5 separate regions of the Mus musculus genome follow, and all the other regions are linked to region 2. Evidence: chromatin contacts called from public HiChIP or PLAC-seq and Micro-C data. All regions are on one chromosome and are shown on one strand. The core of a region is the stretch at or near the end of the contact, and the rest is flanking DNA. Distances in the headings are between cores, read along the strand shown.

Evidence for each region. A called contact is a pair of places that touch in the nucleus more often than the background predicts. HiChIP or PLAC-seq counts read pairs in DNA pulled down with a chosen protein or histone mark.
Region 1: a contact with region 2 is called in an H3K27ac HiChIP or PLAC-seq map of embryonic stem cells, with 3 times the contacts expected there. The contact joins two enhancer-like sites. A contact is called at or near these places in 5 of 115 datasets of contacts at active chromatin or transcription factors (embryonic basal ganglia and embryonic stem cells) and 1 of 9 other capture datasets (embryonic stem cells).
Region 3: a contact with region 2 is called in an H3K4me3 HiChIP or PLAC-seq map of embryonic stem cells, with 34 read pairs. The contact joins the promoter of Inhbb here to the enhancer-like site in region 2. A contact is called at or near these places in 5 of 39 promoter capture datasets (3T3-L1-derived adipocytes, the SN4741 cell line and embryonic stem cells), 36 of 484 Hi-C or Micro-C datasets (the HL-1 cell line, brain, cerebral cortex and 11 more), 20 of 115 datasets of contacts at active chromatin or transcription factors (VIP interneurons, craniofacial prominence, embryonic basal ganglia and 9 more) and 3 of 9 other capture datasets (adipose tissue, liver and pancreatic islet).
Region 4: a Micro-C map of embryonic stem cells shows a contact between it and region 2, with 1.5 times the contacts expected there. The contact joins two enhancer-like sites. A contact is called at or near these places in 6 of 484 Hi-C or Micro-C datasets (embryonic stem cells and uterus), 5 of 115 datasets of contacts at active chromatin or transcription factors (all in embryonic stem cells) and 1 of 9 other capture datasets (embryonic stem cells).
Region 5: a contact with region 2 is called in an H3K4me3 HiChIP or PLAC-seq map of embryonic stem cells, with 6 times the contacts expected there. The contact joins two enhancer-like sites. A contact is called at or near these places in 1 of 39 promoter capture datasets (liver), 6 of 484 Hi-C or Micro-C datasets (liver, muscle stem cells and nephron progenitors), 10 of 115 datasets of contacts at active chromatin or transcription factors (embryonic stem cells and liver) and 1 of 9 other capture datasets (embryonic stem cells).

Annotation. Positions count from the first base shown.
Region 1 is chr1:119,396,605-119,402,173 of GRCm38.p6, reverse strand. No RefSeq gene overlaps it. Among named protein-coding and RNA genes, the nearest start is that of Inhbb, 23 kb to the left of the region's middle. Within about 2 kb of position 4,168, at least 10 of the 459 cell types and tissues checked have an H3K27ac peak or open chromatin away from gene starts, as enhancers often do. A contact at or near this core is called in embryonic stem cells, where this site is marked.
Region 2 is chr1:119,166,088-119,171,262 of GRCm38.p6, reverse strand. No RefSeq gene overlaps it. Among named protein-coding and RNA genes, the nearest start is that of Gm46144, 33 kb to the left of the region's middle. Within about 2 kb of position 3,607, at least 11 of the 459 cell types and tissues checked have an H3K27ac peak or open chromatin away from gene starts, as enhancers often do. A contact at or near this core is called in embryonic stem cells and trophoblast stem cells, where this site is marked.
Region 3 is chr1:119,418,796-119,424,679 of GRCm38.p6, reverse strand. It overlaps Inhbb (inhibin beta-B), which reads left to right and starts at 2,432. Exons shown (of 2, transcript NM_008381.4): 1 at 2,432-4,053. The coding sequence starts at 3,594.
Region 4 is chr1:119,345,750-119,351,274 of GRCm38.p6, reverse strand. No RefSeq gene overlaps it. Among named protein-coding and RNA genes, the nearest start is that of Gm33388, 43 kb to the right of the region's middle. Within about 2 kb of position 2,259, at least 43 of the 459 cell types and tissues checked have an H3K27ac peak or open chromatin away from gene starts, as enhancers often do. A contact at or near this core is called in embryonic stem cells, where this site is marked.
Region 5 is chr1:119,297,877-119,303,339 of GRCm38.p6, reverse strand. No RefSeq gene overlaps it. Among named protein-coding and RNA genes, the nearest start is that of Gm33388, 4.8 kb to the left of the region's middle. Within about 2 kb of position 3,064, at least 38 of the 459 cell types and tissues checked have an H3K27ac peak or open chromatin away from gene starts, as enhancers often do. A contact at or near this core is called in embryonic stem cells, where this site is marked.

The sequences.
Region 1 (5,569 bases), core at 2,919-5,418, 230 kb before region 2:
CCTCTCCTCTCCTCTCCTCTCCTCTCCTCTCCTCTCCTCTCCTCTCCTCTCCTCTTCTTTTATTTTCTTTCCTTCTTTCCTCTCCTCTCCTCTCCTCTCCTCTCCTCTCCTCTCCTCTCCTCTCCTCTCCTCTCCTCTCCTCTCCTCTCCTCTCCTCTCCTCTCCTCTCCTCTCCTCTCCTCTCCTCTCCCCTCCCCTCCCCTCCCCTCCCCTCCCCTCCCCTCCCCTCCCCCCCCTCCCCTCCCCTCCCCTCTTCTTTTCTTTTCTTTTCTTTTCTTTTCTTTTCTTTTCTTTTCTTTTCTTTTCTTTTCTTATAGGATCTCATGTAGCCCAGGCTGTCTCAAACTCACGGTGTAGCTGAGGATAACCTTGGGCTTTTGATCCTCTGCCTGCACCTCCTTAGTACTGGGGTTGGTGCCCTGAATAATTATGCTCGATTTATGTGGTACTGGGGATCAAGCCCAGGGTCACCACAGCTGGCTCAGAATCAACCTTTATATAGCGGCCTTGGGTTCTGAGTCTGTGCTTGACTAACCTATCGCTTCAAATAGTCTCTAGGTGGCTTCCTTAGGATTTTCTTTGTGCAAGATCATGTCATCTGCAAGTGGGGATAGCTTTACTTTTTCCTTTCCAATCTTGGCTCCTCTGTTTCCTTCGGCAGCCTAAGTTCCCTGGCTCAGGCCTTCAGGGCATCTGCTTTTGTACAGGAAGGGGGGGTTCCTCCATCTGTTCAGAGTCTTGGGCCACCCTGCTCAGCTTCCGTATACCTGGGGAACTCCAGCTCTGTTCTCTCACACTGAGCTGAAAGCATTCATTTTCTCTTTCCTCTCCTCCTCCCTCCTCCCTCTCCTCCTCCCCTACAGCCCTGGCCTTCGACTTCACCCCCCTCTCCCTTTTCATATTGCTCATCTGTACTGAACTAATGTCTTCCTCACACAGGATCCCAACAATACTCTGTCTTCCCAGGTTCTGTCTCTTCTACTCTCTCCAACATCCCCCCACTTCTTCAACCTGGCCCTGGATTCTCTTCATTCCTCTGGTGTCCAGGCAGGGCTTCTGGCAACACTGAAAGGAAGGGATCTGAGTCCCGAGGTCAGGCAGGGAGCCCCTGAGCAAGAAGCCCTGGCTTTGTGCATGCTGGGCCCTACTATCAGTGCCATGTCATGACCTGATGGACGAAGCCAATAAAAGTGGGGTCCCTGTGTCTGGGGTTCCTCCAAGGACTCATTTTCTGGGCACCCCAAATCTTATAAATGAGTGGGTACTTGTGAGATCAGCAATAGCTATTACTTTGGCCTGGTGGTTTCTGTAAGGCGAGGCAGGTGAGACTGGCTCAGAAGGCTACAGAGCAACTGCTGGGAAGTGCCTCGGCACACCACAGGGTAGTGGGCAGGAGCTGCGGGTCAGAGCGGGGCACGGAATCCTCTGAAGGCTGTACAGGAGAGGCAGTCTATCCAGGCTAGTGACCTGAGAGAAAACAGGAGAGAGTATGGTAACCACATCAAAGGACCATCTGAGTGAAAACCGGATGGCCGACTCTTCACGGACTAGGCCCAGAGGCTGCTGCTGTGTGGGTGTTTCTAGGTACTTTCTACAAGGCATGTGGTAGATTTTCTTAGGACACACTAGGAACTCAGTAGGAAAAAACAAACATGAAGGAGAATGTTTAAAGACAGGGGCTAGCCTGGTGTGGTAAGGGAGGCAGAAGCAGTCAGATCTCTGTAAGTTCGAGGTCAGCCTGGTCTACAGAGCAAGTTCCAGAACAGCCAGGGCTACACAGAGAAACCCTGTCTCAAAGGGAACAAAACAAAACAAAACAAAACAGGGATGTCTAGGCTGGGAAGATGGCAAGAGGATGAAAATTTGATCCCCAGAAACTATGTAGTAAGCCATGTGCCTTGCTTTTGTTAATCCTGGAGCTGACAGGACACTGGCAGGCCAATCCCTTCATTACCCGGGCTGGTCCCTTGGGCTTGGTAACCAGCTGCCAGTCCAACTGGTCAGCAAGCTCCAGGTTCAGTGAGAGACCCTGTCCCCCAAACAAGATGCAGAGTGACGCAGGGAAAACCATGGTAGACAGAGCCTCTGCTGTAATACCTGAGATTGACCTCTGGCCTACACACATACATATGCACACGCGCATGTACTCACACACATTCACATGCAGGGAGAAAGAGAGATGAAAGAAGAGGGAGGCTGTAATGGTATTTGCCTCCTGAGCCCAGTGACCCAAGAATCCTCAGAATTGTGTGAGAGCTGGACTCTCCTCTGACATCCACATACATATGTGCACTGATACACAAAAATGCTTAACACGCATAGTGGTGCACACCTTCAATCTCAGCCCTTAGGTCAACCTGGTCTACACAGAGAATTCCAGCATAGCCAGGGCTACATAGACAGACCTTGTCTCAAAACAACAATGAAGTATGTGTAGACACATACACAAAAATAGATAAATGAATATATCAAAAAGAAAAGAACACTCCCCCTTTCTGAGACCTGATCTTCTTGCCCTGTCTCTTGTGTGCTGGACCACAGCCACAGGCCTGCTTCACCCCGTTTCTCTAAGCACTTCTGGGAATTGAACCCAGGGCTTCCTGAATGTGAAGCAAGCTCTCTAGCAACTTAGCTCTACTGCCAGCCCAGCCTTTTCTTTTTAACCTGAGAACTTACTGCCTTTGTATGGATTGAAAGCAACATTTCAGGACCTTGGTACCTGTGTCATCCTGGGTTAAGGAACCTCAAAGAAACAGCTGTACAACTTTTCAGAGCCTTTATTTATAATTTATACTTTTGAGGTTTAAAAACATTTACTTAATTGTGGATGTGTGTGTGTCTGTGTGTCTGTGTGCTGGCGCATGCATGTCATGGGATGCCTGTTGAGGTCAGAGGATAACTTGCAGGAGTAGATAGATTCTCTCCTTTCACCAGGGGATGCAACTTACATCTTGCCGGGGGCAAGAGCCCTTACCCTCAGAGTCACTTTCTGGAAGCAGAAACTCACCTGCATTTGTCTCCTGAGGGCTGGAATTAAAGATGTGCACCATCACAGCCAGACTGCAATTCATCTTACTGCAAATAAATTTGCAATCCCATTATTCTGTGGAAAAGCCTAAGCCCAGGGGTAGCTGAAATCTCCTGGAAATGATTCCCTCAGGGCCCAGCCCACAGACCCCACACGGCCAGCAAGTGTTGGTAGAGCCAGGCTGGTTTCTCCACTCTTTTCTTGTCTTGCTCTTCTTGACCTTGAACTCTGGGGCTTCCTGTCTCTATCTCCCAGATGCTAGGATTACAATAGTAAACTACCACACCTGGCTCCAACCTGCCCTTTTTACTTAGAAAGAAAAAGGAACTCTTAGTGTAAGGAAATGGGCTTCCACATCAATTTAGCGTGTGGGTGTGTTTTCTGGGACCTGATCCTTGGCCAGCCCTTGCTGGTGTGGACCTGAAGCCACTGGGAGGGAAGTTCAGGAATAGGGGGAGAGAGAGAATGAGAGAGAGAGTCAGAGTCAAGGGGACTCTTGGGGGAGGGAACTCTTGGGCTAAGACCTGAAGGAGGGCCGGGAGTCCTTCAGCTAAAGCAGGGAGTTTCTGGGGAGTACACGGCAAGGGCAAAATTTGGGATACCATAACCAAAATACTGGAACTAGGGATGTGACTAGTTGGTAGTATTCACGAAGCCCTGAGTTCAATCCCCCAAACTATGAAAATCCCAGATACAGGGTTCTGGGGAAAGCTGGGGCGTTCACACTCTTAGGAGTCGATGCCTGAGGCACTTTGCCTTTTTGCAGCCATTTCCTAGATTGAAGGTTGAGTTAAGGCTGTGTCTTCTTGAGTTGGAAGTTCACTCGCTCACCCCAAGGTGCCTGCCTATCCTATGTCTAAGCAGCTCAGGGTTTGGTGAGCATAGAATTTGGATAAGGCCAAGTGTCTGGGTCACTCCCGTCACTCCACATCATTGACTCCTAAGGAAGGGGGGGCGTCATTCCTGTCTCCCCCAAGGGGACTGCTGGCAGTCTGGAGCGAGCCTGCCCTGGCTGCCTTTCCTTGCTCCATCCGTGATGTGATAGCTCCTTATCTCTGTTGTGTCTTGCGGCTGGCTAGGGGGCTTCTTAATCTATAGCTGGGCTGGGGCTGGCCAAGGTAGCTGTGGGCTCCCCTTTGCCCTGGTCCTTGCTCCCAAGGCCCCTGCTGGCCCAGAGCTGCAAAAGCACTCCTGACTCTCCACGCACCCTCCTGACTTTGCGGGTACACACAGACTTGGGCATTCCTGAGGGCTTGCAGACTGGCACCCATATGGTACTAAGTCAGCTTCTTGGGTCTCCTGAGTCTAAGCTGTCGGGTGCACCGTGTGACCAGAGACCTCCCAGGAGGGCTGACTGTATGGTGGAATGCTGCTGTGGGCACCCAGGATGCTGTGCGCCCTGGTCCTCTGCAGTGGTCTGAGGCCTGTCACTCCTTTGGGTTGGTGTACAGGGTTGGGTTCCAACTGTCATCTTATCCCAACATCACTAGGGTTTGGTAGACTCCAGATCTCTTCTGCAATCAACAAGGCTAGGCTGGGCCAGGTCAGGACCCTGCTGGTGGGGCAGACACTTGGAGACCAAGAGGAAGACATCTTAGTGGCTAGCCGTGTGGTCCCAGGTAGCATCCCCTCATCCAAGCCTTGCTCAGCTTTACTGACTTCAGCTAGTCTTCTGAGAAACGAGGTCAGGTGGCTGTGCTCTAAGTTTAAAGTTGCTCCTCAGAATAAGGAGGTAGCTCAGCTGACAGAGTGCCTACCTCACTAGGTTCAGTTGCTAGCATTGAGCAAACTGGACATGATGGAGCATGCCACTCCCTAGTGTGAGCGATGGAAACAGAAGGATCAGAAGTTCAAGGCCATCCTTGCCTATACAGTGCTAGGCCAGCCTAGGTTCAATGAAGCTTTGCCTCAAAATAAAACAAGCTGCTTCTGTTAGTCTCTCTCTGCCCCAGCTGTGACCAGAAACCCCAAGCCCCTTCTTTTCCTGGACCCTCACTGTGTATCCAGGAGACACGTCTGGCTTCAGGGTCACTCACCCAAATGCTGAGAGAAATGTCAGCCCAGAGTCTTGGGCCACACTAAGGGTGGTTGGTGAAAGTTGGGTATTGATCTCTGTACATAGGGACAGATGAACTAAGTTTGTCCTGTTTGGACCCAGATCCCAAACTGACTTCTTTATTTAGGACTTCAACCCTGGAGAGTGCAGGGCTGGGATTCATATCATATTAGGTCAGCCTCCTGAGTATGCCTGGAATCTAAGCTGCCCGGGATGGGGGTGGGGGTGGGGGTGAGGGTGGGGGTGGGATGTGACCATCTCTTTCCCAGGTGGACTGGTTATAAGGGGGTGACTCTGTGGTCAGGCTGTGGATTTTGGGAGGTCCTCTTCCCAGTGGAGCCATAAAGTAGCTCAGCTCATAATTGATGGCTGGTATCTGACAATATGCTCCTAATCATGAATGTGCGCTCATCCTGACGGCCCTAGTCAGCCTAACTTCTGTGACCTTGGAAATCCTTCCTTCCGCCTTTGGTCTGTAATCTCCC
Region 2 (5,175 bases), core at 2,358-4,857:
ACACACACACACACACACACACACATGCGAACCATGCACATCACATGCACACAACACACACATACACAACACACACACATAATAGTAATAATTAATAAAATTTTGAGAGATCCCAGCCTTGGTCTTGTTTGAGCTCAGCACATAGTTTAGTTTTATGGATACGATGCACTACCAGATCACCCTGGGTGTGTGAAGGAGACCACAGCCCAGCCAGCTTCCTCTGCACATTGCCATGACTCAAGTGTAATGAGCACAGTGACGTGTAGAGTGTCATTTACGTATCTGCTGACTGTGTGAAGAGGCAAACAATCATCTGTAAGTGCATCTGGGATGCACAGGGCGTTTATGGGCTGACAGGTATCCTATAAATATGATTTGTCGGGAGGCTGCTCAGGCCCCTGTGGAAGGGCTCTGTGCCCTAGTTAGCTAAAAGTCAGGTCAGCCTGCCCTTCACCCTGACCCAGCAGGCTCGAGACTCCTAGAAGCTCTTCCCTACCAGTCTGCCCCCATGGCAAACAGGATGTGAAATCTAGGGGGTCTCCAAGAACCAGGAGCTCCTCTAAGTTGCTCAACGTGATGATGACACCAGGTTTGACCCGAAGTTGTTAAAAAGGAATTCTTCCTCTCCCTTTGTTTTGGGAGTTAGGTCCAGAGACTTTGAATGCTGGTGACAGATGAAGACAAATAAATACGATTTTGACAAAACAGACCGTCAGGATGAGCATTTTAAGAAACAAAGCAAAGCAAAGCAGAGAGGAACTTTGCTGGAGTTTGGCTCTAGAGTATCTCCCAAAGACCCGCTACAGATAATTTGGTTCCCAGTTTCAAGTATTGGAAGGTGGTAGACCTGTTTGTGTGTGCAGCATACATGTGCAAGCATGTACATGTAGTCATGTGTGCACGCATGTGTGGAAGACAACCTCTGCTCTTGTTTTTCAGTTGCCAATCACCATTCCTAGAATTCAATGATTTGCAAAGGTGGCTGGCCAGCAAGCCCCAGAGACCTACCTGACTCTGCTTACCCTGTACCAGGATTCACAAACTCGAGGCATTATATTTCATTTAAAAAAAATGGATTCTAGAAGTTAAACACTTGTCTTTGTTCTTACAAGCTAGGCACTTTAGCTAGCTGAGCTATGAACCTGTATGCAGTGGGGATGGAGCTGGGGAGATGACTTCGAGGGTATGAATGCTTGTTCTGCAAGAATGAGGACCTGAGTTCAAATTCCTAGCACCCACATAAAAAGTTGGGCATTAGGGATGGAGAGATGGCTCTGCAGTTAAGAGTAATGGTGTTCTTGCAAGTACCCAGGTTCAGTTCCCAGCACCCACATTAGGCAGCTCACAAAGACCTGCAGCTTCAATCCCAGGGGATCCGCTACCCTCTTCTAGCCTCCATGGGCACATGCATTCACATGGTACACATACAGACAAGCAGGCACACCCACACAAAGAAATGAAGATGTAAAGGCTGGGCTCAGCTGGGTGTGCTTGTAATCCCAACCCTGGAGGACAGAGACAGATCCTAGGAACTTGTTTGCCAGCCAACCTAGCCAAAATGCTTCCGGTTCAGTGAGAGACCCTGTCTCAAGGCAGTAAGTCAGAGAGTGATAGAGGAACATACACACACACACACACACACACACACACACACACACACACACACACACACACGCTAAGTCAGAGGAAGTTGTGTTATTGAAGGTGTATCCTTAAGTGGATATTGGCCCTTTACTTCCAACACTCGCTTCTCTGTCAGTGAGAGACACAATGTGGGTGGCACCCAGGGAATGACATTGAGGCTTTCCTCTGCACCCGCAGGCACACACATGGCTCCTCATGCACAGAAAGAGAGAGAGGCCAGCTGCATAGGGTATTGAGGGACGCCAAACCCTCAGGTGCCCAGCTTTGTGGGTGGAATTTGGCAAAGATTGGCAGGAGTGTTAGGGGAAGGCTTAGAGAGCAAAAATCCCTACGGTGTGAGCCTGATGGTCTGAGTTCAGATCCACACACAGTAGCATGAGGGTCTGCAGTCCCAGCATGCCATTTAGCAGAGATGGGAGGCAGAGACAGGGAGAGTTTCAAGAAATCTGTGGGTCAGTTAGCCTGACCTATATGGCAAGACAAGAAGACTTTGCCTTAAATAGATGCAAAAGCAATGCACGAGTGTTGTGCATGCACACAGATACACACAAACACACAGAGAGAGACAGTCAGACACACACATACACACACACACACACACACACACACACACACACACACACGATGAGAGAATTAAACCATAATGCCAACTGTAGAGGAAGAAGAGGACGCAGGCCATCTTTCTACTCCACTAGGACATCAGAGTCCTAGGGTACAGAAAAATGGCTATAGTGTCATCCCTAGCTGGAAAAGTTGCCTGAGGCCTCTGGGGCCATCCTCCTGCCTGAAGCAAAGACCTTCCTTCCCTCACCCTGTTGGCAGATGTGCGCCAGTGTAAAGCCAGGCTGCACATGGTGCCAATTACACAAAGAAGCCCCAGAGCCCAGTTTCCCAGGTCCCACAGAAACACATGCAGGTGGCTGGCCCTGGGAGAGTCAGGCGGATCCAAGTGTGGGCTTAGCAAGATCCATTAGTGGATGCTGGTGCGCCTTGTAGAAGCTTTAGGGGACAGAGCTCTGATTACCAGAGGCCACACAAGGAGAAGAATCTCCATCAAGCCTCTAGCTCAGAGGTTCTCCACCTGTGGGTCATGACTCCTTGAGGGTCGAACAACTCTTTCACAGGGGTGACATATCAGATATCTTACATATCATTTATTTACAATTCATAACTAGCAATATTGCAGTTATGAAGTAACAACAAAACAAAATTTTTGGTTGGGGGTTGTGACCACAACATGAGGAACTGTATTGAAGGGCCACAGCATTAGAAAGGATGAGAACCACTGCTGTAGACTGTGTGGGAACTTTCTAGGGGCTGACAGGGGTGGGAGGAAGTGACTGATACAGAGATGTGGCCTTTGGAGTCCTTATTCTCCTCATTGCTGTGACTGAAAAACCTGGAAAGGGCAGGTCTATTTTGCCTTATTGTTTGGGGGTACTGCCGCTGTGGTGTGAAGCAGCTGGTCATGTCGAATCCACAGTCAGGATGCAGAGAGAGATGGATGCTGACGCTGGGGCTCAGCTTGATTTGCGTTTTTCTTCCCCCCCAGGATATCAGCACCAATGATTACATCACCCGTCCACATTTAGGGTAGGTCCTCTCACCTCAATTAACCCAACCTAGAAACTTTCGCACAGATACCCAGAGACTCATTGCCGGGTAGACTCCAGAGAAGGCCAAACTGGCATTTAGTACTAACCAGAGTCTGCATCCTGGGGCTGGGCTCACCTGTGCTCACCAGGGACAGATGCAGGGAGATCACTGCTCTTCTCTGAGCCCCATTTCAAGTCCCCTGAAGCTTGGCAGCCTCTCAGGGCGGCCTCTGAGCTGTATGACCCAACTTTTTCTGAGCCTCTCCTGCCTTAGAACCACAGGGAAAGGTCACCACATCTATCTGTGAGGCATCATGAAAGAATCGTGCTGCCGGCAGTAAGCCTGGGCTCCACATCCTTTTGTTCCGTCCAGTCACCTGCTTCTGAATCACAACAGTTGGTTGCTGGGTGTGCCTGTACTGCAAGGGAAGACAGGGGAGGCCTGAAGACTTGATCTAGCCTGCAGGGACACTTGTTCAGCCTCAAGACAGTGACTAAAGGAATCAGAAGTGCTCTCTCTCTCTCACACAAGCACATCCCAGCACACACACAGGCATGTTCACACAAGCATACGCACACATACACTCACCTAACGCTGGAAAACCTACAGCAGGCAACCCCTAAGTTATTCCTCCCTCAAACCCCAGTTGAAACTCTAACATTTGACTTGACTGTTTGAAGTAGTCTTTAAGAAGGTAATGAGATTGTAATTGAAGTTACATGAGATCACAAGGGTGAGGCCCTAAACCCTTAAGATCAACAGTCTTATGGGGAGAGGAAGTGGGCCTGGAGAAATTGGGCAGCAGTTAAGACAACTGACTGTTCTTCTAAAGGACCCGTGTTCAATTTCCAGCACCTACCTGGTGGCTTGAAACCATCTGTAACTCTGGTTTCTAAGAAACCAGATTCCCTCTTCTGGCCTTTGTGTGCACAGACGTAAACATGGGCCAAACCCCCATACACATAGAATAAAAATAATAACAAAAAAGAAGGGAAGAGACAACAGTGGAGGGAGGGAGGGAGGGAGGGAGGGAGGGAGGGAGGGAGGAAGGGAGGGAGGGAGGGAGGGAGGGAGGGAGGGAGGGAGAGTGGGGGGAAGAGAGGAAGAGAAGCACATATCTGAAGACTTGGCTATCAGGCAAGGCAGGAGAATCTTGAGTTCAAGGTCAGCCTCAGCTACATAATGAGTTTGGACTGGCAAGATGACTCGGTGGATCAAAGTGCTCAGTGTGTGCTCATACATACCAAATGAAATAAAAATGTTAAAACCAATCTAGCAAAGAAGACTTGGCCACTCTAGAAGACAAAGGGGGTGAGGGTTCACACCTCATGATAGTGTTCACTGCTCCAATTGGCCCATCCTCTGGGCCCCTGCTGCCCTGCTCACTGGGCTGCCCATCCCCAGCCCTCTGCAGGTGATCCCATCCAGCCCTGTGCAGTTCTGTGTCTCCCAAGCTTTCGTCTTTTCTCCCCTACCTTGACCTCTTGAGAACACAGTCAACTACTATTGTCATGCCAGAGCCCCTGTGCCTTGCCCAGGCTCAGAACAACATGGCCTTTATGTCTTGGGCCTTGTAACCGGTGGACTTGGGCGGATGCTATGGAGGGATGCTTGTGCCCAGGAGAACAACAGAATTACAGTGGGGGTGGGGCAGGAAGGCTGCGCTATGGCCACTATGGCCACGGCAGGTTTTTCACTGCCGAGGAGATGGAGACATAGTTTCTTGTTGCCAACCGCAGCAGTTTGAGACTCTCCCCTAATCTTTCCGGAACCTCAATTCAGGACAAATGCAAATGCAGGACTTTGAAGCCGAACAGAATTGAGGATTAGCAAGTATGATGAAGCAGAATTGGAACTTAAAAAAAGAAGGATGCTTAGAAAGAGGGACTGGCAAGATGGCTCAGTGGGTGGGTAAAGGCTTCTGCAGAGCAAGCC
Region 3 (5,884 bases), core at 1,183-3,682, 250 kb before region 2:
CCAGCTTCTCCAGCAGATGGTTTCTGACTACCCTTGACCCAGTTCCCTCCCGGCAGTTGACTAGCAGCAGGGCTGGAAGTGTGGACCCTCCTCCCACCAGCAAGGACAGGGTGGCTTTTGCCTCTTTGGTGCCAGGTCAACAGGCAGATTTGCTTCAAGTTCCCGAAGGCAAACAGCTACTGTCCCTTTTTTTTTTCTATAGCTCTGTCCAGCCCAGTCGAGGCTGGTGAGAAAGACTATCTGCATAGGTCAGGCTGGAGCTGGGGGGAGGGGAAGGGGTCATTAAACCTTTCATTGGCTTAATGACTTCTCTCCTTCATTCATCAGTCGTTCCTTCCTAAGCCCTCCCTGGTCATCTGTCAGGTCTGGCACTAGACAGAGCCCGTGAGACCTAGCCCCTGTGCTGGAGCTAAGTCAGGCAATGAGGCAGCCAGCCAGGCACTGGGCACCTACCTAATTAGATAAATCACTTCCCTGGGGCACAGAGGGCCAGTGAGGGCTTCACCCAGGAGGAAAGACTGGGCTAAATCTTAAAGACCAAGGATGAAATAGCCAAATAGTGGGTGGATCTGCTTACAGAAAGAGCCAGAGGGTCAGATTGTGTATTGTGCCTGGAGTGTATACACAAAAGTCTGAGGTGGGGCAGGTAGGCTCAGGACCATATTCAGGTTGGGCTGTCACAGGCTGCCAGGAGCATCTCCTAGTTGCCCAAGGGCTCACTGGACCCTGAAAGGGCGGGGGAAAGGACACAGGACAGGAACAGCAAAGAATGGGTCTCCTAAGGGCAGAAGGGCTATTATCGTCTGGATTCTGCGGGGGCGGGAAGGAGAGGGGCTCTTGCTTCAGACTCAGAGTTGGTTAAGTCAGACCCGCCCTAGTTTTGCCCCGCAGACTTCTGGTCTGTTCCTCCTACAGGGAGAGAGGGGGCGCTCTGCTCCCAGACTTTCGTGCTTCCGCGGAACTGCTGTTCTGGCTAAGGTCCACAGGGTAGGGTTGTCTTGGGAAGTTGGGAAGCAATGGATGTTGGTGGAACGACCCCCCTCCCCAAGTCTGAGGTGTCTTTAGGGAGGGTTGTCCCGATTCCAAAGAGAACCATCCATGCGTCTACCTCTCAGTCTTGCCTGTCGTTAGGTGAGCCTATTGTGGGTAAGCGTCCTGGGAAGGGGGGGGGGGGGCTGTTTGCAGGCAATGTGTTCTGGTCTCTGGGAACTGTGCCCCGTGGGCATTGTCGTCCCAGACCCAGGTAGGGTCGGGAAAAGAGACAGAAAGAAGAGGGTACATTTGCAGTTCTCTAGTCAGTACTGGGAGTCAGACTCCCACCCATTACTGGCAGCCAGAAGAGCGTCCCAGAACCATCTTTATATCCGCTTCTGCGAGGTTGGTTTAGTCTGTTTGGACCTCCCAAAGCACCAGTGTGGTGCAGGTATCACAGTGCCCCTTTACAGCCGAGAGAGAGAGAGAGAGAGAGAGAGAGAGAGAGAGAGAGAGAGAGAGAGAGAGAGAGAGAGAGAGAGAGAGAGAGAAAGAGGCAGGGCAAGGTGAGGTTGGACTGGATTCAAATCCGGTAGTACCTGAGCCCTTCATTAGAATCTGGGTTTGTCTGAGGCCAAGTGTGACAAGACACGAATGGGACAGTGGAGACCCCAACAGTCTGGCAAGCCCTGAGCCTCCAGAGACCTTGGGTCCTCAAAGATGGGTTCCCAAACAATGCAGGTAGACCCTCGGGCCAACTACAGCAGAGCTGGCCAAGCCTCCAGCAGCCTCCGCTTCCCTTACTCTTCTAGCCCAGGGGGTTAACCCATCGCCCATTGGGACAGCGGCCTCGGACGCTAGAAGAGGGCGCTGTAGCCCGAGGGTGGCATCCAGCCGCACCTCTTCTCTGCTGCATTCGAACTTACTCCCCACCCCCACCTAGCAGATTGGATAGCGAAAGATCGTCCCTTGAAGGCTCTAGGGGCAGCTGCGGCGAGAGAGGGTCGCCCGTCCCGGTTGTGAAAGGCGACAATTTGGGACGGGGGCGGGGGGCGGCTTTCGTGGCCCTGAGTAAGGGGTGTCCAGAAGCACCCGGATCCTACACCAGGAGCGTGTCGGTGCCATTTATCCATCGCCCCATGGGGCGAGGGTCTGGAGCACTCACGTGGTGGGAAAGTTTCGAGGTAGCAAAAGTGGCCTGGCATCGCGGGGGGGGGGGCGCAGGGTGGAGAGAACCTTCTTGCCCCTCCTCGCCAAGGCAGAAAGGGAAAGAGCGGAGGGAAGAGGGGGTGGGAGGAGGATCAGGCAGCAGCGACCTGCAGAATCCGCCTCCCCCTCCGCCCCCGGGACGCCCGAGTAGGGAGGCGCGGACCGTCTCCTCCCGCACTGCCCGGACGACACTCCCCCTCCCCCCTTTTTTTCCTGCCAACGTCTATCTCAACGCGCGCGCACATACGGAGATTGTGCGGCTTTTTTACCCCTCGGGAAAAAAAGAACAGGGAGTGGAAAGGAAGAGAAGGCAAAGCGAAGAACTCCTCGGGCGCGCTCTGCACTCCGAGCCACGGCTGGGCGCGGGGACGCTGCTGCCACCGCCACCGCCGACTCGCTCTCTCCCCGGCCCTGCAGCGTGTGCCAGTGGGAGCGCGAGCCAGGGCACTCGATTCTGGGGACACAGAGAGACTTTTGGCCGCCACTGCCGCGGCAGGCAGAAGAGACAGCGGCGAGAAGGGCCCTGCCACCGCCTTTCCCTCCTCCGCCGCCCCGGCCGGCCCGCTCAGGCGGCCAGGCACAGGGAAGCAGGGAGGAGCAGAGGCCCAGGAGAAGCGCGCCGCGGCTCGCCCGCCCGTGGATGCGGCGCCCGGGGGAGCCTGGAGACAACTTTGCCGGGTGACGCGCTGGGAGGACTGCAGGGCCCGCCGCCCAGGAGGGCTCGGCACCTCCTGTAAGAAGGGCCCGCGCAGCGGCGCTCCCCCGCACAGCTCTCTCTCCTCCCGCCGGCCCGGAGCAGGGGAGAAGGACCTGCCCATCACCGCCGCTGCCTCGGGCGGCCGTGTCCTCGCTGCGAGCAGCGACAGGGCGAGGCGCTCAGGTGCGGTCGCGGGGCCCCAGCCGCAGCGCCCTCCGCAGCGCCGCGCCCGGGGTCTCCGGCACCTTCGCTTCAGTCTCCAGAGCGACTTGCGCCCGCTGCCGCCTCTTCCCTCCACCTTTCCAGCCCGGCCGAGCCAAGCCACCGTGCCAGCACCGCTGCTGCCGCTCCTCGCTTTCGCTTCACCCCGATCAGGGGGCTGCGGTGGCCCTCGACGCGGAGAGGATGGGCAGGCTGCAGATGCCTAGGCGCCCCGAGTCGTCAGCGCGCCACTGACCCGGCGGTCCCCCCCACCCCCTCACCGCCAGCCCGCGTTCCCTTCTGGTCCCCGCGGCGCCCCTTCTCGGCCGCGCGGGAACCCCCGCGGCCCGGCCGGCCCCCTCCCCCTGCGAGCCGGCGGCGGCGCTCCCGGCAGGCGGGCGGGCGGAGGCCCGGGCGGGGGCGGGGCGGGGCGGTGCGCCCAGAGCCCGGAGCCCGGCCCTGAGCTCGCTTCGCCTCGCCTCGCGGCGGGCGCCCTCGTCGCCAGCGGCGCACCATGGACGGGCTGCCCGGTCGGGCGTTGGGGGCCGCCTGCCTTCTGCTCCTGGTGGCCGGCTGGTTGGGACCCGAGGCCTGGGGCTCTCCCACACCCCCGCCGTCGCCCGCTGCGCCGCCCCCGCCCCCGCCACCCGGAGCTCCGGGTGGCTCGCAGGACACCTGTACGTCGTGCGGTGGCGGCGGCGGCGGCTTCCGGCGGCCGGAGGAGCTGGGCCGGGTGGACGGTGACTTCCTGGAGGCGGTGAAGAGACACATCTTGAGCCGCCTGCAGTTGCGGGGCCGGCCCAACATCACGCACGCTGTCCCCAAGGCCGCCATGGTCACGGCCCTGCGCAAGCTGCACGCCGGCAAGGTGCGCGAGGACGGCCGCGTGGAGATCCCGCACCTCGACGGCCACGCCAGCCCGGGCGCCGACGGCCAGGAGCGCGTCTCCGAGATCATCAGCTTTGCAGAGACAGGTGGGTTCGGCCACAGGGAAGCCAGAGGCGGCCGCGATCCCTCCCTTTTTCCTTCTCCTAGGAAGCCCTGCTGCCTTCACCGCCTCTGCAGCCCGCACGCCCCGAGGGCATTTAGGCTCCGGGCAGAGACGTTCTGCGGTGGCCTTGCGCGCTTCCCAGGGTGGCAGTCCTTTTCTATACTGCGCGCCCAGACTACAGATCCTTTGCGGCTTCCCTTTCCCTGCAGCAACTGGGAAGCACCCTGCCCTTCATCCTGGCTCACGGGAATTGGGCCCCAGCGCCTCTGGGCGCGCGTCCCCCTCCCGGCAGATGCGCGCAGCCCTGGCTCTGCGGGCACTTGCTTAGTGATTGCTTAATGTTTTTGTTTCCCACGATCCGAGTGTAGGCTTAGCAGTGTAGAGATGGAGATGTGTGTGCTTGTTGATATACGTGGGCAGGAGAGGAGAGGGAAAGGGAGAGAGAGAGGGAGAAAGAGAGGGAGAGAAAGAGGGAGAGAGAGAGAGGGAGAGGGAGAGAGAGAGGGAGAGAGAGAGAGAGAGAGAGAGAGAGAGAGAGAGAGAGAGAGAGAGAGAGAGAGGCTCCCGGGGCCGCTTGCGTCGCCCGGCGGCATGGGCTTGCCAGGATTGCTGAAGCATCGGTGGGGAGAGCTAGGCAACCTCCCTTCCGATTGTGTGGGCACCAGAGTCGGCGGAAGGCAGCTTCTCAACAGGTCCATCATTTACGCAAAGAAGCGGCTCAGGAACAGCCTCATGCCTTTAGGCTTGCCTGGCAGCAGCCGCAGCCCTCTCTGGTCCAGGGAAGAGGGGCAGAGTTTGTAGTTAACAAAGAGTGGGATTCCTTTCTGCAATGTCCTCCCAGGCCCCGTGTTGCAAAGCTCTGTCCACTATCTAAATATAAAATTCAGAGAAAAAGAAAAGAAAAAAATCTTTGGGAAGTTTAAAAAGGAGGAAAATTTCCCGGGCAGAAACGGTGTAAGTGTTTAGACATCGCTGTCCTTTTCAGGACTTGAATGAGCCAGGCTGGCTTTTGTGCTGGGAGCTCAGCCCCATTTGTGCAGAGGGGACTGCAGAGAAGGTCGCAGAGGGGGAAGCCCGATGTAGTCAGGGTGGGGGACAAGCAGGGAGCCTGGGAAGAGGAGGGGGGATCAGCTATGCTCCTGGCTGCGAATGCCCCTCTACTCTCCCAGGCATCGGGCAGACCCTGCCTGTGCTGCTGCTGGGGATAAAAAGGGATGAAAAGTTTTGCATGGCCGGGTGTGGAGAAAGGCAGAGACAATCAAGGCCGGTTTGTGCTTAGAAAGAAATACATTGCCATTTTAGCTGTCCGCCAGAGTCAGGGAAAGCTCGACATGCAATTAGAGGGCTTGGATTAAAAGGTGCATTGGGGCCCAGAAGGGAAACGTGACTCGGGAAGGTCAAGAGGCCTTTTGGTCCCGGTGGCACAAAATGACAGCGGGGGCTGTTATATTTCTGGTCCGATTCACGGAGCCAGCTCTTTAACTTATAAATAACAGATTCAGGTCACAGGCAGCTTGGCCAAGAGCAGCTTTTAAGGCTGCAGTTTCCCCCTTTTCAAAGTCAGACGTCAGTGTTATTAGAGGAGCCAGTGAGAGCTGAGGAAGGGGCTAGGGCGGGGCGGGGGGGGCTTGGTGGGAGGTGTGATAGCACCAGCCATGCCTGCTGAATAGGTAGAGACCGTCAGAGGGAAGGGCTGATGGAATGTACTGTGAGAAAGGGACATAATTTCTCATCTGGCAGAACTATTCTTCTGGCTGTACTGAATTATTGATATGACTTAACAACCCCACCAACACCTTTGAGATCTCCAGCTG
Region 4 (5,525 bases), core at 1,010-3,509, 180 kb before region 2:
TAAAAATTGGTGTATCATGCACCTATTTACCACAATTTTTGTACCTGTGTGTGTGTGTGTGTGTTCGTGCAGGTATGTATGTGGGCACACATATATGTGGAGGGCAGAGGTGTAACCTTCAGGTAAAGTCCTGTGTTAATGAGACAGGTTCTCTCACATTTACCTGGAGCTTGCTAACTGGGATTGTAAGTATGTTACCACAAGCTGGAGTGTGACCCCGTGCTTATGAGGGTTACTGCTCTTCCAGAGGTAAACAAGTTCAGTTCCCGGCACACACACGAGGGCTGACAACAGCCTATATCTCCAGTTCCAGGCATCTGATGCCCTCTTCTGGCCTCTGAAGGCCACTGTGAAGCCTTCACTTTTAGTATCAAATGTATTTTTTATGATCAAATACAACCAACCAACCAACCAACCAACCAACCAACCAAACCTCCAAAAAATCCATGATAGAGTTAAAACTAGAAAAATAACTAAAGTTTTAATTTAAAAAATTAAAAATCTTTAAAGAAACAGGTGTGCCACTCCTCCTGTTTTTTTTTTTAAAAATAAATGAGGTTCAGGGGTTGAACTTGGGGTTCTCAGACTTGCGCAACGAGCACTTTATACCTGAGCCATATCTCTAGCCCATTCACCAGCAATCTGATATTCTGAGCCGTCTACATGTTTGTTTTACCTTACGTTTCTGCTTTTCCACAAGGCCTGACCACCTTACCTGAGGTCTGTTGCCCAGACTGGAGCAGGGTCTCATGGGGTCTGGCTTAGTCACACAGTCCAAGGGACTTGCTAAGTAGCAGCAGGCAAAGGTGTATGGCATAAGAAGCTTGAGTTCTGTGAGGTCGCTTCTGGGTCCACTCAACATGTCCTTTGACATTTGTTGTCACATCAGGCTCAGGTGTGACAGACCTTTTGTTCCCATTTTGGCGATCTGCCTTCTGACCGGGCCTCTGGGCAACAGGTTTGGTATGGCTTTCATTTTTCTCCTCTCCTGTGTTCTTTTTCACTGCCCCTCCCCCCTTTTCTTTTCCATGCTATATACCCCAGACTGGACACAAGCTTGTAATCCTCTTGCCTCTGCCTCTTATGGGTTGGAATTCCAACCCATATGTGTTGTTGGTGAGCAAGTCCCAGCCATCCTCCTGCCTCTGTTCCTCACCCAGTCCCTGAGTCCTTGTGCTTGTATAGCAAATGCTCTGATCCACTAAAGCTACTTCTCTGCCTCCCATTAGTTAATCTCAATTGTCAAATATGTGAAATATGTCAAAATTTGTGAAATATGAGACAAATTTCTGGGTACGTCTGTGAGGGAGGTTCCAGATTAGGTAAGCTGAAGTAGAGAGATTCACCCTGAACATGCTGGCACTGTCTATGGGCTGGGGTCCTGGACTGAATAAAACAGAGACTGTGAGCTGACACCAGCATCCATCTCTCTGCAGCCTGACTGTGGATGCCGTGTGAGCAGCCGCCTCCCGCTCCCGCTGCCGTGCCTTCCCCGCCATGATGGCCTGTGAGCTGGAATAAACCCTTCCTCCACGAAGCTGCCTCTGTCAGGCATCATGTCACAGCAACAGGAAAAGTCACAAATATAGGTGCTCACTCGTTGATGCCACGACACATTGGTCTTAAAGATTAAGGTCTGAGGTGACACCTTTCTCTTTGTGCACCAGAGGAGGGCACAGCACTGCTGCAGTGTATGGTCCCACTCTTGGGGTGGAAAGGGAAAGGGTGTGCTGTCTGTGTGACAGTGTAGAGTTCAGAACCCACACAGCTCCCTGCCTCCAGGTAGTGGGAGCTGGGAAGGGGTCAGGTAGTAGGATCCTATGCTCTCTCTCTAGGTTGCCAGTGCCCAGGAGGCCGGGTGCTTTGAGGGCCAGGACAGGAGAATCACTGGGTCTTGCTGGCTGCTGGCCTAGCTCTAGGTTCTGTGAGAAGACTGTCTCCAGGGACTACGATAGAGAGCAATAAAGCATTTGACTTGACATTTTCCTCTGACTTCTGTCTGTGTACACACTACATGTACACGGCACTATATTACAGTACAGTACATACCTCTCCAAACAGAATGATAACAAACATAGCTTTTGGGGGTGAAAACCTTAACTGACAAGCCTGCCCCAGCCCTTGACTGACTAGCCTGCTGAGCATAAGCTCACTATCTCCTTTTGTAAATCAGGGAAGAGCTGCTACGCGGTGTAGGACGGAAGCGCCTGCTCCCAGGCGAGCCCCAACACCAGCCCTTGTTGATCCAGCAGTTGTGGAGCATCAAGTTGGCCACGCCTCCTGAGTGCCCCTGGCTCTGGGCTTCTGATGGGAGCTCGCACAGCTAGGGCTCCTCCGTCCTTTTTCTGCTGTGGTGGACCTGGGGGTCTCTCCACAGGCCCCGCCATTGTTTTCTCCTGCCCCAATCTGTTTTGAATCAACCACGTTTTCCTCCTGAGCAGTAATCCCAAGCATCGGAGGGATATTGTGAAATGTCAGGCCTTTCTGGAGGAATCTCAGCAACATGTTTTTGAATGTTCAGCATCACATATGGGGACAATAAATACTGAAAATATGTGGAAGGGAACAGGATGGGAGCGTGCTTGGCTCGAAGCTTCGCTTCCCGCCCTGGAGCCGGATTTTTGCATCACAATAAATTAGCTGCTGTGGAAGGAGAGTCCCAGAAGCATTCTGGGCCCCCACCCCAGCAGCCCTTGACCTCAGGAGCCAGGCCTTGAGTCACAGACTAGTGTCCTTAGGCTAGTCTCCAAGAGCTCCTGGGTCGACTGTCTACAGCCCACTTGCTGAGCCATGGCTACCTATGCAGGCGATGGTGCTAAGATCGGGTAGCAGGACCTTACCGCCCGCTCTGCCTTCAGGGAACACTCAACGCTGGGCTGATACCAGTGGGGAAGACTCTGTGCCTGGCAAGTTTCATTCTCTGACAGCATTGACTCCCAGCACAGCAATCCAGAGAGCCCTGAAGATATATTCATCTTACACCCGTACCTACCGCCGTAATGAGAACCTGTGAGGTGTGTGTGTGTGTGTGTGTGTGTGTGTGTGTGTGTGTGTGTGTACAGGCTCATACAAGCTCACACAACACTTTAGATACAGCCTGTGTTTAAGTCAAGTTCACACTAATGTGAGAATGGTAACCTTGGGGGAGACACCTTACTTCTCAGTGTCCTTGTCCATAGAATGATAACAAGTGCCCTGTTCCAGGGAAGGTGTTCAGGACCTATGAGCCTGTCCTCTGTTTTCTTAGACACAGGCTGCTAGCATTGGGAGCATGCTGCCTTAAAGTAGATAATGGCTGGAACATTGCATCATTAACAACACAATAGTTGCCACTTGCCGCTGAGTACCCCTGTGTTCTTAGTTCCTCAAGCTGTCCAGGAGTTGGGTGGTTGTTGCCCCACCTTGGTGGGGTGACCAAAAACACCAGAGTGCCCATGGACAGTCTGGAAGAATGGGGGCTCCTGCCTGCTCCTGCACTCTTCTTGGTGGTTGTAAGTCATTCTGCAAAGAAGGGTTCACTGGGCCTCACACTCATGCAGTCAAGGATGACTTTGAATTTCTGATCCTCCTGCCTTTACCTGCTGAGTGCTGGGATGTCAGGCTACACAAGGTCTGACTTGTGTGATGCTGGAAACAGAGCTTGCGGCCTTGTGCACACTAAACAAGTACTCTACGAATTGAGCCACAACCCAAGATACCAGAATATGGGCCGGTAAGATGACTCAGCTTGTGAGAGAAGTAGCCATGCAAGGTACTTGCATGTAAGGTCTGAGTACAGTCCCCAAGATGGCCAGAAGTGGAACTGACTCTTGAAAGATGTTGGAGGAAGCTCAGGCCCAGAGAGGAAGGCCCTGCTGGACATATAAGAAAAGTAAGGTCGCAGTGACCAAGTCCCAGGACTCCCGGATGCTGCAGTTAAAGTGTCCCAGGGCCCTCTTCTGTTGCTGCATCCTCTGCAGGTGCCCAGGAAGCCATCCTTCCTGCTGTCTGTTCCCAGATCTGGCCCATGCTGGCCAGGATCTCCCTGAGGCCATATGTACCAGCCAGGTGGGAACCCAGAGGCTGGACTCAGCCCCTTGCAGCTGGATGACCTTGGGTCAGTCATTTCCCTCCTCCATTTCTCATTTCCTTTCTTATAGTGGAGGCCAACCCTCACTCCCAGAGTTTTCCAGTCCTGGATTGATTTCTGGGACACCCTTGGGCTGCTAGTATGTGCTCAGTTAATGAGTCACACCTGCTTTCTGGAAGAGTCCCCAGGCTCTTCCTCTTGATGTGGACCGGCTCCCATCTGGGGCAGGCTCTGTTTTGACTGCATAGTGGCTCCCCAGGGTGTCCCCATAGCCTGAATTTGGCGTTGGCATGTGTGTCCACCCTGCTCCACCCCTCTTATCCTCATTCCCTGTAGCAGCTGGCTCACGAAGGCTGCCTATAAGTGATTCATCTGTTTTGATCTGGGTCCTGTTAGGGACACCGCTTCTGTGGGCCCCAGGCCAGGTGACCCAATTCTTCCTCAACAAATAACAAAAATAAGGAGAGACTCAGCAGCCACCCATCCCACCAGCTGCCCACCACCACCATCCATTCACCAGATCCTTGCTATTTCCTATCTCCTTATCCGCCATTCTGCTCCCCTTCATCCAGGCTGCTGTTTCATTTAGTCATTCACTGCCTTGTCTAGAACCAGGTATCCAATCAAAATGGGTTAATGGGAGGCCGGTGAGTTGGTGCAGTGGTGAAAAACATTTGCTGTGCAGGCCGGACTTTGAGCCCAGAGCCCACAGTGGAAGGAGAGAACCAACTCCCTAAAGCTCTCCTCTGACATTGGCATGTGTGTGAATAATAAACAAATTTTAAAAATATATCTGATGAGCAGATTCGCTTCTTTGTGTATCTTAAAAGCAAACATTTTATTAAGCTTGCCTTGGGACTCTCCATGGGTTTTCAAGATTGAATCTTGGTGGAGAAGTCCAGTGAAAGAGGCTCAGATGGTAAAGGGCTTGAGGTCAGTATTCAGAATTAGGCAGCAATGCTTTTAGAATCCAGGGCTGGGGATGAGATGGGAGGAGACTGGGGGGGGGGGCCCCCCGGCGCGCGCGGAGGGGGGGGGGTGGGCTCGTGGGTCAGCCAGCCCCGCCAAATCAGTGAGCGCCTGCTTCTGTAAGAAGCTCAGTTTAAAAAAATAAAGTGGAAAGCAATGGAAGAAGACACTCAGTGTCAACCTTTAGTGTGCATGTGCTCACTAGTGTATATGTACACACACACACACTCACACACGCACACACTCACACGCGCATACACACACACACACACACACACACACACACACACACGTGCACGCGTGAGTGTGATCATAAAAATGGAAAAGATGGAAGGACCCCATATACAGATAAAGGAAAGATGGTATAAGTTGTTGACAAGGTCTGTAGGGAGGGGTTGGGCCTCTCAGAGAAGGTTCCACTGAGCAGGGTCAGTAAGCCTTGAGAAGAAGACACCCCAAGAGGGGCAGCTTTAGGAGCCTGTGGACC
Region 5 (5,463 bases), core at 1,815-4,314, 130 kb before region 2:
GAACTCAGGGCTTCACGTGTGCTAAACAAGCTCACAACCATCTGAGCTATAGCCCCAGCCTCCAAACTTTTCTAGCATAGTACATATTCTGGAAATGGATGGTTACTGATTCAAACCATTAGCAGTAGGTGATGCTCAGGGACTGTCTTAGTTAGGGTTTTCATGTGAACAGACACCACGACCAAGGCAACTCTCATAAGAACAACATTTAATTGAGGCTAGCTTACAGGTTCAGAGGTTCCGTCCATTATCATCAAGGCCGGATCATGGCAGCATCCAGGCAGGCGTGGTGCAGGCAGAGCTGAGAGTTCTACATCTTCATCTGAAAACTGCTAGCAGAATACTGGCTCCTAGGTAGCTAGGACAAGGGTATGAAAGACCACACCCACAAGGGGCACACCTATTCCAACAAGGCCACACCTCCCAACAGTGCCACTCCCTGGGCCAAACATATACAAACCATCACAGGGACACGGTACATAATCTGGAAGTAAATGGTTACTGATTAAAGCCATGAGCAGTCAGCAGTGCTCAGGACCAGGCTCTTTTCCTCTTCCTGGTCTGTCCTTAGCCGCGTGCATGCTTGTAGCCTTAGGGTGGCAACATGGCCCTCTCTGCTCCATGGGAAAGTATAGGATCTCCTAGAAACTCTTGCTGAATCTCATTGGCCAGAGGGAGTCACATGGCTGCTGTGGAGCCAGGGCTGTTGGGAATGCAAGCCGTTCACTGTACTTCCCAGTGTGTGCTGGAGGCCAGGGAAAGGTGGCTGAGGGGCTGAGGATAGGGAGTCACCCAGTCACCAGCTGCCAGAGGAGCTGACTATTCATTTCCCAGGCCACAGACGGGAAGCCGGTGCCAGGGGCAGAGGATGCTTACTCAATAGGCAGTTTGATTGATTGACTTTGACATTCTGGGATGGCAACCAGAGATGCAGAGATAAAGTTGTCTCCTTGCCCTCCAGAGAACGAAGGGGAACAGTAGAAGAGCTGAGATGGTCTGAGCTGGTCTGAGCGTGTGCTTAGGGGCAGGTATGGGCCGAGCACTCGGACTTCTTGCTGGGGTTTCGGTGTTGAAAACAAGGACAACCTTGATCTTCAAATCCCCCTGCCTCTACTTCCCTAGTGCTGAGATTATAGGTATGTACTACCAAGCTTGTTTTATACAGTGCTGGGATCAAACACACGCAGTGCATGCTGGGCAAGCACCCCACCCAGTGAGCTACTCCCCCCAGCTTCATTCAGGCCCAACTGATAGGCACCATTCTAGAGGGTCTGGAGGAGGCAACTGAAGGTCAGGGAAGCTCATATCACATACGTCTATCTCTCTCACACGGGCCCATTCCCTTCATACAAGCCCACTTCCCTCAGACAGGCCCTCCTCTCTTACACAGGTCCACTATGCTCACAGAGGTCCAACTACCTCACACAGACTTACCTCCTTCACACATGCCCACCTCCCTCACAATGCCTTCCTCACACAAGCCCAGAGGCAACGCCTGGGTTTCCTTCATAAATGTGTCCTGGGAGGTGTCATAGTCTCCCAAAGGCCCACTGGTCCTGGGACCTAAGAGTCGAAGCATGGCCAGAGCCCAGCACTCTGTGTGAGGTTGCAAGCACGTGGGTGCACATGTGTGCAGGTCAGAGGTCGAGGCTGGATGTCTTTGTGGATCTCTCCCTGCTCTTGTTTAAAATTTTGTTTGAAATTACATGTTTGTGTATTTATTTTGCATGTGAGTGTATGCGTGTGTGTGGGTACATGCATGGTGTATGTGTGAAGTTCAGAGGTCAACTCTTGGGCGTTGGCTCTTTCCTCCTACCATGTGGGTCGTGGGGGTTGACCTCAAGTCTGATCAGCCTTCACCTGCTGAGCCATCTCCTCGGCCCCTCCTCCTTATTTTCAGATCCAGGACCTCTCATCCACCCGGGTGGAGCGCACTGATTTGGTTGGCCTGGCTGGCCAGTGAGCTTCACCCACTTCCTGAGTGCCGAGTGCGTGCTCCACCTGCTCGCTGGTTTAAGCTGCTTTACGGGGATTCTGGGGATCGAGCTCAAGTCCCCATGCTTGCATGACAAGAACTTTAATGACTGACCCACCTCTCTAGCACCCCATATACCCCAGCATTCTGAGCCTTGGGCTTGGCCACGGTCACTGGGTGTCAGGACCACCTTTCCCAGCTATCTCACAGATTGGCAAGACCCAGGCCTTTTGTATGGCCCCGGGTACCAAGGGGATTTGGAGAATGACTTCGTGCTGATTGTTCTTGGCCAGTTCAGTTCAATGGGGATTTAAAGACCACGTTGAGTGTCATGTTCAACTCCACATTCATGAGAAAAGAAATGTTTGCAGAGTTAAACATTTTTCAGGTGTAAAATCTTGTTTTGATTTTTTTTAGAAAAGATTTATTTATTTTATATAAGTACACTGTAGCTGTCTTCAGACACATCAGAAGAGGGAGTCAGATCTCATTATGGATGGTTGTGAGCCACCATGTGGTTGCTAGGATTTGAACTCTGGACCTCTGGAAGAGCAGTCAGTGCTCTTAACCACTGAGCATCTCTCCAGCCCCCTTGTTTTGATTTTTTAAACTAGTGATTAATTTTTTTTTCCTTAGGGAGATACCAGAGTCCTATGTTATATGTTCCGGGGCTCTAGGCACATGCCTTTATCATTGTGGTAAGCTTGCCCAGGGCTACCTATATTTAGTGCTTTGCTGTTCTTCGAGGTTCTCAGGACATGCAGGCTCCTTGAGATTGTTGTGGCTTTTACCCAGAGAGCCTTGCACAATCCCTGGCACACTCTTGGGAAATGAATGAGGAAACAGATAGAGGAATACTGACTGACCTCCTGGCTGAGTGAATGGCTGAACCACAGAGCAGGTGTCTGGAACGAGGGGCCTGGTGAGGTCCATCATTTCTGGTTTCTATCCAGCCCCTCCTGACAGCCTGTATGTATAGTGAACGAAGCTAAACATAGTAAGCTCACATGCAGGCATGTGAACAGCTCTTCTCCTCCTGCCCAGGGCTGACTGGCAGCTTGTGGGAAGTTTGCACAATCGTGTATGCTTCTTTGATTCTCATTTTTGGGCCATGGAGTCATCGGTGCCTTGGGCCTCTCCCTGTTCATGCTGGATCATCTCTTGGCCACACCAAAGGGACTATGTCTTGTTTGCAGCAGGAACTTCAGATCTAGTCCCAGTCCCCTTCAGGGAATCCACCCTGATTACAGGGCTGCCCGCGGAAGGGTGGGAGCCAAAAGCAGCTTTGCAATCTTTGTTTTGCTGATGAGGTCTAGTATCTAAAGAGACAGGATGGTCAACTGGAAGTGCGGCAAAGCTTGGCCCAGGATGGGCGGGCCCAACATGGCCGGTGCTTTCAGTGACTACCACGGGCTTGTAAATTCAAGCCTAGTCAGCTGGCTGGCCTGAGAACTTGGGTCAGGGGCTCCTCTGTTCCCTCATCTGTGTGGCACTGCAAGGTTGGCATGGAGACCTCCTGTGGTGCTTAGGAGAAGGGGCGGGATCTGGGGAGATGGCAGCTCAGTCTGGAAAGTGTTGGCTGTGCAAGCAGGAAGACCCCAGTTCACTCCCCCAAACCCACATAAGCAAAGTAAACAAACAAAAAACTTCTGTGTGGTGGTTCATGTTTGTAATCCCAGTGCTGGGAGGGCAGACATAGACGGGTCCCTGCAGTTTGTTGAACAGGAAGCCACAGGAGAGTGAAATATTCCATTCTGTTTCTTCTGCCCCATCTTTCCACACGTCTCCCACACGATCCCTCCATGCATAGGCATGAAGGGCCCATGCTGTGCTAGAACTGCCACATCAGAGAGTTCCTGTCCCCACTAGCTGTTCCCGAGGTGGTTGTCCTGTCCACCCACCTTCTCCTGGGCTCCCTGTTCTCACGCACCTCTTGCTTTTGCCAAGTTTGTTCAATCATGATCCGCAACTCCTTGACTCCCTGCAGACTTCCTAGACGCCGGTGGGGCTGGGGGTGGGTGGGTGGGTAGATGCTTTCTCCAGTGCTGACCCTAAAGACCCCAACAGAGGCCATGTGAGCAGTGACATTAGCACTGAGGAGGGGAACGGTGAGCAGCGCTTTAAAGGTCCTCAGAATCCTGCGGGGTGGGCTAGGGATATGGCTCAGTAAGGAGAGGGCTTGTCTGATCCCTATCAACTACTTGGTTTGGGCCTCAGTACCACAGGAACCAGGCATGGTAGTGTAGACCTTTAATTCTGGATATTAAGAGGTAGAAGCAGAAGGGTCAAGAGTTCAAGGTTATCCCCCGCTGCATAGCAAGTTTGAGGCCGGCCTAAGCTACATGAGATCTTGTCTTGGGTTTGCCTATGTGAGGATTTAAGGAACTTGCAATGGGAGGATTAGCACGGGCTATCCGGTAGATACAAGGGGATTAATGAGAGGAGGGCAGCAGGTCACGTGGGGAAGTGGGTATTTTTTTGTGGTTTTTGAGGATGGGAGAGAGGAAGAGGTCAGTAGCTGAGGCTTGTGGGTGTGTCTGGACCTATCAGGATCATCTTAGCACTGGTTGGCTTTTCAGAACTATAAGAGAACAAAAGCCTGTTTCTCTCTCTCTCTCTCTCTCTCTCTCTCTCTCTCTCTCTCTCTGTGTGTGTGTGTGTACAGATGCACATATGTTATTCATGCATATTTGTGTGTGTATGCACATGTGCTAATCCTTGGTGTTGGTCTCAGGAACCATCTTTAGTTTTCCTTCCCCCCCCCCCCCCTGAAACGGAGTCTCTTACCTGGAACTCAGCAAGTCGGCTCTGTGAGCTGTCCAGAATCTCAGGTCAGCTATCTGCACCTCCCCAGCACTGGGACAAGAGCACATGTCATGGCACCCATTTTTTAACACGAGGTCTGGGTTTCATGAATGTACATGAAGCACTTTCTTCCCAGTCCTGCTTTCTCTCCTCACCTTGGGCAGCATCAGAGGACAGCAAGCATGGAGCATTGAACTTCCCAGGGCCCCTGAGAGGAGGTGGCACCTTGTGACTAATTCCAGTCAACAAGACAGAGGTACAATTCACTCACTTCCCATTAGTGTGAGGCTTGACCCGCCGGTGTCCCTCTTCCCTACCATGGCCACTAAGGGTGGCTCAGCTGGCAAGACTGGTGGTGGAGCTTCTATTGGCTTGGGTCCTTAAGTGACTGTGTGGTGCTGATGATCAAGTGTCCCAGCATCTGGGGGTACACCATTAAGGCAGGGTAGCTGGTGCATTCCTGACCAGGGGAATTCTGAGGAGGCTCTGGGTGCCTCAAGGAGAGGACAATTGAGCTTTGGGGAGACACAGAGACAGTTCAGGCAAAGGCCTGGGGTCCTGGGGGCAGCATAGGCCTTGAGGCTGGTCTCTAAGGCTGTGGGGTGGGGGACATTGACTTCACATCAAGGTTTCTCCCTACATGTGCCCTCCTCTCCTACTGTGCATAGCTCCATGAACACCTA